Linked DNA regions of Ovis aries: region 1 is linked to region 2. A link is a contact called in public Hi-C data. All regions are on one chromosome and are shown on one strand. Each heading gives the region's core, a stretch centred on a gene start, on an enhancer-like site or on the middle of the called end of the contact. The rest is flanking DNA. Distances are from core to core; before and after follow the strand shown.

Region 1 (3,615 bases), core at 1,031-3,530, 130 kb before region 2:
AGCTTTGCTTTTCTTTCAGGGTTGTTATAGAAGATAATCAAAGGTCATGAGACAATGAATGGAAAATTGCCTCAAGATACAAGAAGGTACATTAGTACTATTATTAGAGATGCAGTCACTAAATTGGAGATGCAGTCACTTAATTAAGTGAAGGCAGTGTTTACTAAATAACTAATATAATGAAGGTATTATGCTAGATATGGTCTATGGAGACTATATTAGAAAACAGAGCTCTTATCTTCATGACATTTATAGTCTACCTATGGAGAGAAGGAAAACGTAAAAGATTTTAAATAACTAATTTCCATAACACATCAGTATGCATTAAAGGATTTTTTTAGCTCTTCAAAATGATCATACAGTTAATAAAAATATCATACTTATCTATCAAACATCCATATATATTTATATGGTGCACTTAAATAAGTATTTGATTTTTCTCTCACAATACATAATGTGTGAGATTTACAGGACCAAAGTTATTGTATTAATCCCTAAGATTTGCTGGGCGTGAGACAATAGTGGAGTCTTGGTATCAGAGAGGAAGAAGAGGGCATTCCAGGCAAATCAAATGTCAGGAGCTAAAGCCCAGAGTTAAATAGTGCAAAGCCTGCGCCAGACCTGTAATGGGGGAGTGATAAATAAGCACTTACCATGTGCAGATGACACTACCCTTATGGCAGAAAAGGAAGAAGAACTAAAGAGCCTCTTGATGAAAGGAAAGGAGGAGAGTGAAAAAGCTAGCTTAAAACTCAACATTCAGAAAACTAAGATCATGGCATCCAGTTCCATCATTTCATAGCAAATCGATGGGGAAACAATGGAAACAGTGAGAGACTTCATTTTCTTGGGTTCCCAAATCACTGCAGATGGTGAGGGCAGCCATGAAATTAAAAGATGCTTACTCTTTGGAAGAAAAGCTATGACCAACCTAGATAGCGTATTAAAAAGCAGAGACATTACTTTGCCAACAAAGGTCCATCTAGTCAAAGCTATGATTTTTCCAGTAGTCATGTATGGATGTGAGAGCTAGACTATAAAGAAAGCTGAGCACCAAAGAATTAATGCTTTTGAACTGTGGTGTTGGAGAAGACTTTTGAGAGTCCCTTGGACTGCAAGGAGATCAAACCAGTCAATCCTAAAGGAAATCAGTCCTAAATATTCATTGATAGGACTGATATTGAAGCTGAAACTTCAATACTTTCGCCACCTGATGGGAAGAACTGACTCATTGGAAAAGATCCTGATGCTGGGAAAGGTTGAAGGCAGGACGAGAAGGGGATGACAGAGTATGAGATGGTTGGATGGCATCACTGACTCTATGGACATAAGTTTGAGCAAGCTCCAGGAGTTGGTGATGGACAGGGAAGCCTGGCATGCTGCACTCCACAGGATCACAAACAGTCATACTTGACTGAGTGACTGAACTGAACTGAACTATGTGCCCAGCACTGAGCTAAATCTGATCCATGGGCCAGCTCATTAAATATCTTAGTTTCTTAACAGTAAAGAAACTAACAATTTAGAAACTTCTACACAATTACAAAACTGATAAGCTTCAGACCTGGGACTCCAACCCAGATAATCTAATTCTAGCCCTAACTTAGACATTACACTGTAGCATTAATGTTAGGCAATCTGAGGTCAGATTTTGGAGGGCCGAGATATTTGAATTTTTTACCCAGAAAACTTGTGATTCTACATCTTTTCACCACTTTTCTAGGTTTGAGGAATTTCCTTTCAGTAAGAGGGGTTCAATATGAGCATGGTTTGAGGGAAAAGCATCCATACCGTCAGCATCTATGTGGGCATGCTGCTCACTTGTCCTGAGACACTGAGATGCCTCTCTGGAAGGGCATCTCCCTTTTGAGAATCGGCACTTTAGGTAATGGGGAAGCAAGGAAGACTCTTAAAAAAAGAACAAGGAAGGCAAGAATGAATGAATGGAAGACAAATTAGGCAACAAGGTGCGGAAAGGATTAGACACAAGAGATGGCGGCAGAGAAGCAGGAAAGAGACCAGGGCAGCATAACTCAGCACGGGTGATGAGGCCAGAGCTAGGCTGGGGCAACAGGAGAGTTGTTGAGAGAGCAAATTGATAGGATTTGGTGTCCAGGGTCCTCCGGGGGCTATGGAGAGGGAGGAGTTAGGCTCTAAATGTTTTATTACTGTGCTTTTCCTTCCTGAGTCTTCTGGGAGAGCTGACTGACCTGGGCACAGAGTCCCTGAGCCCTCAAAGGCTATTGTCACGTCAGCCACGGCCACTAGAGGGCTTCCCCGCCTCGCCTGCTCGCGCCCAGGGAGGGCTTCTCTGCTGTTTAAAATCCAAGTCAGGCTGGCCCTGGAATGCTTCAGCGGAGCCGGGGTTTAGAGCAGTCGATCTTCACTGACACGGAAAATTAGAAGGCCTCCCACTTGATCGACAGTGACTGGAAACTGAGTCTAACATGTAGCGATGAATGCAGGCGGGAGTGCAGGTGGGGGACCAGGAGGTGGAGGGGAGGAAACAGCTGCCTACAGAACTCCAGAGGCAGCCCTTAGCTGGTCTTGGCCTCAGGGGCCTGAGGCTCCAGAGATTCTGAATCTGCTCTCCATGGTCACTCAGCTGGGCCAGCAGTTGTTGCATTCCTCTCTCTGTCCCAGGTTTGAAGTGTGTGTGAATGTGTACACGTGTGGATGCATATGTATAAGGGTGTATATATAAGTGAGCGTTGTTTAGTCACTAAATTGTGTCCAACTTTTTTGTGACCCCATGGACTATAGCCTGCCAGCCTCCTCTATCCATGAGATTTTCCAGGCGAGAATACTGGAGTGGGTTGCCATTTCCTCCTCCAGATCTTCCTGACCCCGGGATAGAATCCAGGTCTCCTGCATTGCAGGCAGATTCTTGACCACTGAGCCGCCAGGGAAGCCCCTATGTAAGTGAGGACATGTGTACATATGTGTGTGCACGTGTGTGGGTGAGTTCTTGTGTGTACACACGTGGGTGCAGGTGTGTTAGTGTATGTGTATGCCTGATTGGGTACGTGTGAGCATGCTTGCGTGTGTATGTGTGCGCCTGCCATGCAGGGGGAATGTTAATGTTTTTTGCTTGGCTTCAGCCCAAAAGAGAAACAAATAATGAGATGAACGGAAGTGAACTCCAGTCTGGGCTTCAGCACTAATTAGCCGCTATCAGTTTTGACAAAGAGGACAGACAATAGTGGCAAATGAGCAAAGGATGGAAAACCCAGGGAGCTGGGTTGTACAGGGAGCCGGGAGGACACTCAACAGTCCCCTTGGGCAACAAGGCCATCTCAGAAGCCCAGGTGCCTTGGTCAGGCAGGAGACCCTTCCTGCCCTTAGGTGCAGATGAGTTGGCCAGCCCAGCATCTCTTTGGGCTGATTTTGATCTTACTAAGCGCTGCTTCACTTTTTCAAGGTACCCACTTCACCCTCCCCTGGGTGGTTTTTTCTTTTGTTTGTTAGGCTGGCCCCCGTCCACATTTCCCAGAGATAAGGTCACACCCCTCTTACTCACCAGTTGCTTAGAGGGCCCTGGCTTCAACCTGGGTCTGCACTGAGTCATGTTGTTCTGCCTTTAGGCTCTCCTTTTGCTTCCTGTGGGGCTTCCCT
Region 2 (3,690 bases), core at 747-3,246:
AAAATTAGATACTTTTTACACTTTTCAAAATACATTTCCTGAAATGCCTAGTCCATCTGAGAAATAAGAGATTAGTACTGTTAACAAAGGCTTTGATCATTTTATTACTAAGAAAGTTGTTAAACATGCTTGCTATCTCTGATACTGCTGGTGGGTGAGTGGGCCTTATCTGTGGTCAAATCTGTTATGTGAACCATGAAAAGCATCCATCCTTGCAAAGCTGCTCCCCACCTCTCCCTCAAAAGCAAACAAACAATCTGACCTAAAGAGAGTATTTGATCACTCCAAAGTAAAGCCAGTCTGAGTTAGGTGCACGGTCTTCCCTATCTAAGCAAGTCACAAGAAGGCAAATATCACAGATTGGAGCTGTAGACACTTAATCTGTTACACGTGTCCACAGGTTTATGAATCTGAGCAAATTTTGTAAAGTATGGCTTACCTTTGGGGTTTACACAGATCATTTAAAAATAGAATGTAAAGAAAAATAAAAACTATAAAGCTGACGGCTGAGGTGACGGTACCCTACTGTGCCAAGAGCGTTAAGGCCAGTTGCCTACATCTCTCATCTGGATGGCATTTTAATAACTTGTCCATGAAGAAGCCTCCAGGATGCCTTAGGAAACCACTATATATCTGTCCGGAAATGTGACCGTTGGTTAAGGCTACATTTTTTACACGATTGAGAGCTTGTAAGAAATGTGTGACTAAAATAAGCCTTGCCATTTCCTTTACCTGTTCCTCCCCCATAAGTCTGCGTGAAATAGTCATTCAAATCTCCCTCTGCCCATCGCTGCTGGCACTCACACGGTTTGATGGGGGCTTATTTTTTACTTTAAGGTGGATAGGGACTTGAAAGTGTTTCCTCACCGGTTTGCTGCGAGTTTAAAATGCTTAAAAAGAATTCGAAAGTGAAGTTTGGCCCTAGCCCTTTGAAATATCTGTCCTGGGACGTGGGCTAGGTGTCCGTGGCACCCAAAGCTAGGTAGAGAGCAAGGTTTTGAAGGGACTAAAATCCGATGTATACCGTGGGTGGGGGAGGGAAGAACTGGCAGAGGGAGAGAAGAAAGGAATTAGCTTCTACAGAGCACATCCTAAGGTTGCTGAGATGCTAACTCCATCCCTAGCCGTGTCGTCGCTGAGAACCAGCTGGAAAGAGAAAGACCAGCGAGCCTGGGTTTGTGTCGAAAGCAGCGGTCTTGGTCTCAATCGCCGGCCTAGACACCTGGTTTCTGGGGCCCGCGAGATCCGGCGAAACCCTCTCTCCCCTCGGGTCCTGCTGGGGAGCAGGCATCGCGCTCTCGTTCCCTTCGGAGACCTAATTCCTCTCTCTCCCCAAAGTGCTAACTTCAGGGGCTCGGGGGTGGTAAGGGAAGGGCAGACCAGTAGGTAAAGACCCTGAGGTCTAAGGGAGGTTTAAGGTTGAAAAGAACGACGACCTCCCCCTGCGTGGCCCCGTTTTCTCCCGGTCCCCCAGCCCCATCCCCCCAAGTCCGCAGAACCTGCCGCGCTGCGCTTGGCGCCAGGCTGGGGTCTCTCCCCCGACGCTGGGCTGCCGCGGAATGGGTGGGGTAAGGATTGGCGGGTCCCCGGGCTCCGGCGGCGGATGGCTCCAGGGACCACACGCCGGGCAGGAGCCCACAGTCCGCCCGCCCGAGAGCCGGGGGAAGGCAGGGACGCGAACGAGGCGGGGCGAGTCGTGGCTCCAGCACACCTAGGGGACCGAGCCGGCGGTCCTCGGCGGGCCGTCCCTCTCCATCGCATCCCATCCCATCCCTCGGCGGTCCCCGCCCTTACCTCTGGGCGCGAGGGTGCCGGCGGCGAACGGAGCTGGGGAGCGGCGAGCCGTCTCCCGCCTGGGCTCAGCGGCGGCCAGCGGCAGCGGGGTCGCCCGCCGGGCGGCTGCTCATGGCTCGTCGCGCCCCGAAGCACTGCGGCCGCGGCCACGGCGGCGCCTTCCTCCTAGTCCTCTTCGCGGGCTCCGAGCCGGGACGCAGCTAACGCCCCAGCCCCGCAGCCCTCCTCCCCTCCGCCTCCCCGGCCGCGGACGGAGCCGCCTCCAGCGCCGCCCCGCGAGCGGCCCGGCCGGCGGCAGCCAGCGCCGCCCAGCGCCCGGCCCCGGGGTCGCCGCGCCGCCCGCCCGTCGGCTCCGCGGTGCCAGCCCCGCTGTGACGCAGGCCGCCGGGCCCGGGAACTTCCTCCCCGCGGAGACCACCCCGCGCCCGGGCCGGCCGCCGGGGACAGCCGCCGGCCGCCGAGGGCTTCCTTCAGGGCGCCCGGGAAGATCTCCCGCCGCTTGCCGGTGGAGCTGCTCCGGCCTCTGGAACGCCCACCTGGCGGCCCGTGCCTGAGGAATGGACCGGGGCCGCTACCTTCCCCATCCCTAACCCGAGGCTTCCCTGCGCTGGGCGGCCGCGCCGCAGTCGCGGCTCCACCCCGGGGTAAGTTGGAGGGGAGCCGCTACCACTAAAAATAGCCCTTCTGGGCACTCCTCGGAAAGACTGGGGAGGATGGAGATAATCCTTCCTCACTATCCTGCTCCCCTCACAGATGAGCAGAAGGGTGGGAGGGGGTGGTGGGGCACACTGAGAGAGACAGAGAACAAAGACAAAAACCAGTTTTCCTGGACCATAAAGCCCAGGAGCCGTTCCCTTGACACCTGAGCTTGCTGTCCGCTAGGAACCTCCTTGTTCCCGCATCCTGACAACCTGGCGCCAGGTTCTGGGGGACTGAAATCGAATGCTCCGCCTGCAGTTTCGTACTGTGCATGGAGTTGATTTTTCTCGTCAAAACCACCTGTTGTTTAAAGAGTATGGGGGAGGGGGTTTCTTTCTCCCCACCCACCCCCGGTCTTAAATAGACCTAAACCACGCTTTTCTTCTCCGCCTTTCTCTACCCACTTTCAGGATGAAAAGCGAACTCTGCCTTATTGAAAGCTGAGTCACCTGTACACAAAATCTCCCCAGTGGAAAAATGTATAGACAAGATTGCTAAGTAATATAAGATCTTCTGGAATGCCTTACCAATATGAGTTTTTCTCAGAGCACCAACAATTAAACTATTGCTTTGTCTTGGCATTCAGGAAAAGAGGGGTGTATGCCAACAGAGCAATTCATAGACAGCTAATCTTCTTCTTTTTTTTTTGCTAGTTGGTTTGTTCTTACACCCCAAACCTTAAGAAAGCAGGCGTCTCTCCTTTTACCCCATTTTTATCTCCAAGTCAAAATTAAAATTTGTCAAAAGTTGATTTCTTAGTCTTAACTGATTTTTCCATGCTCCTCTGGCAAATTCCTACACTTTTTCCAATTCCAGTACTGTTGTTGGGTGTCTTTCACAGAAGAAAACCTTCAACCCCCTTAGTCTTTAGGAGATGACCCTAACACTAGCCTTAATTAACCCAGTGAACAACACTTAATTCTAAAGTGGGGCCTTCCTCCTAGATAGCAGGTGGGAAAATTCCTGGAAGTTTCCTAGAGAAAAGACAAAGGCTGACTAGCAATTTGCTAAAAAAAAATTAAAAAAAAAAATTGTGAGTATCTTGCAGGCCACCAGGTATTAGCTGAGTTAACTAGTTAACTCAGTTAAGTTAAATACCTTACCTGGATTTAAACAGCGATATGGGCACTAAGGGCGCAAATATCCTGCGGAGGGCTTTGTTCTCCAGAGGCTTTCTGCCTGCACCTCTATCTTCCT

The links. Hi-C and Micro-C count contacts between places; a contact is called where the count stands out from the background.
Region 1: a contact with region 2 is called in a Hi-C map of hypothalamus, with 7 times the contacts expected there. The contact joins the enhancer-like site here to the promoter of LRRC8C in region 2. A contact is called at or near these places in 7 of 16 Hi-C or Micro-C datasets (hypothalamus, mesenteric adipose tissue, muscle and 3 more).

Annotation. Positions count from the first base shown.
Region 1 is chr1:67,128,411-67,132,025 of ARS-UI_Ramb_v3.0, reverse strand. No RefSeq gene overlaps it. Among named protein-coding and RNA genes, the nearest start is that of LRRC8D, 53 kb to the left of the region's middle. Within about 2 kb of position 2,280, at least 16 of the 54 cell types and tissues checked have an H3K27ac peak or open chromatin away from gene starts, as enhancers often do. A contact at or near this core is called in hypothalamus, where this site is marked.
Region 2 is chr1:67,002,729-67,006,418 of ARS-UI_Ramb_v3.0, reverse strand. LRRC8C (leucine rich repeat containing 8 VRAC subunit C) reads right to left here and starts at 1,996. Exons shown (of 3, transcript XM_004002179.6): 1 at 1,795-1,996. It overlaps LOC105611345 (a long non-coding RNA gene), which reads left to right and starts at 2,211. Exons shown (of 3, transcript XR_009596862.1): 1 at 2,211-2,438.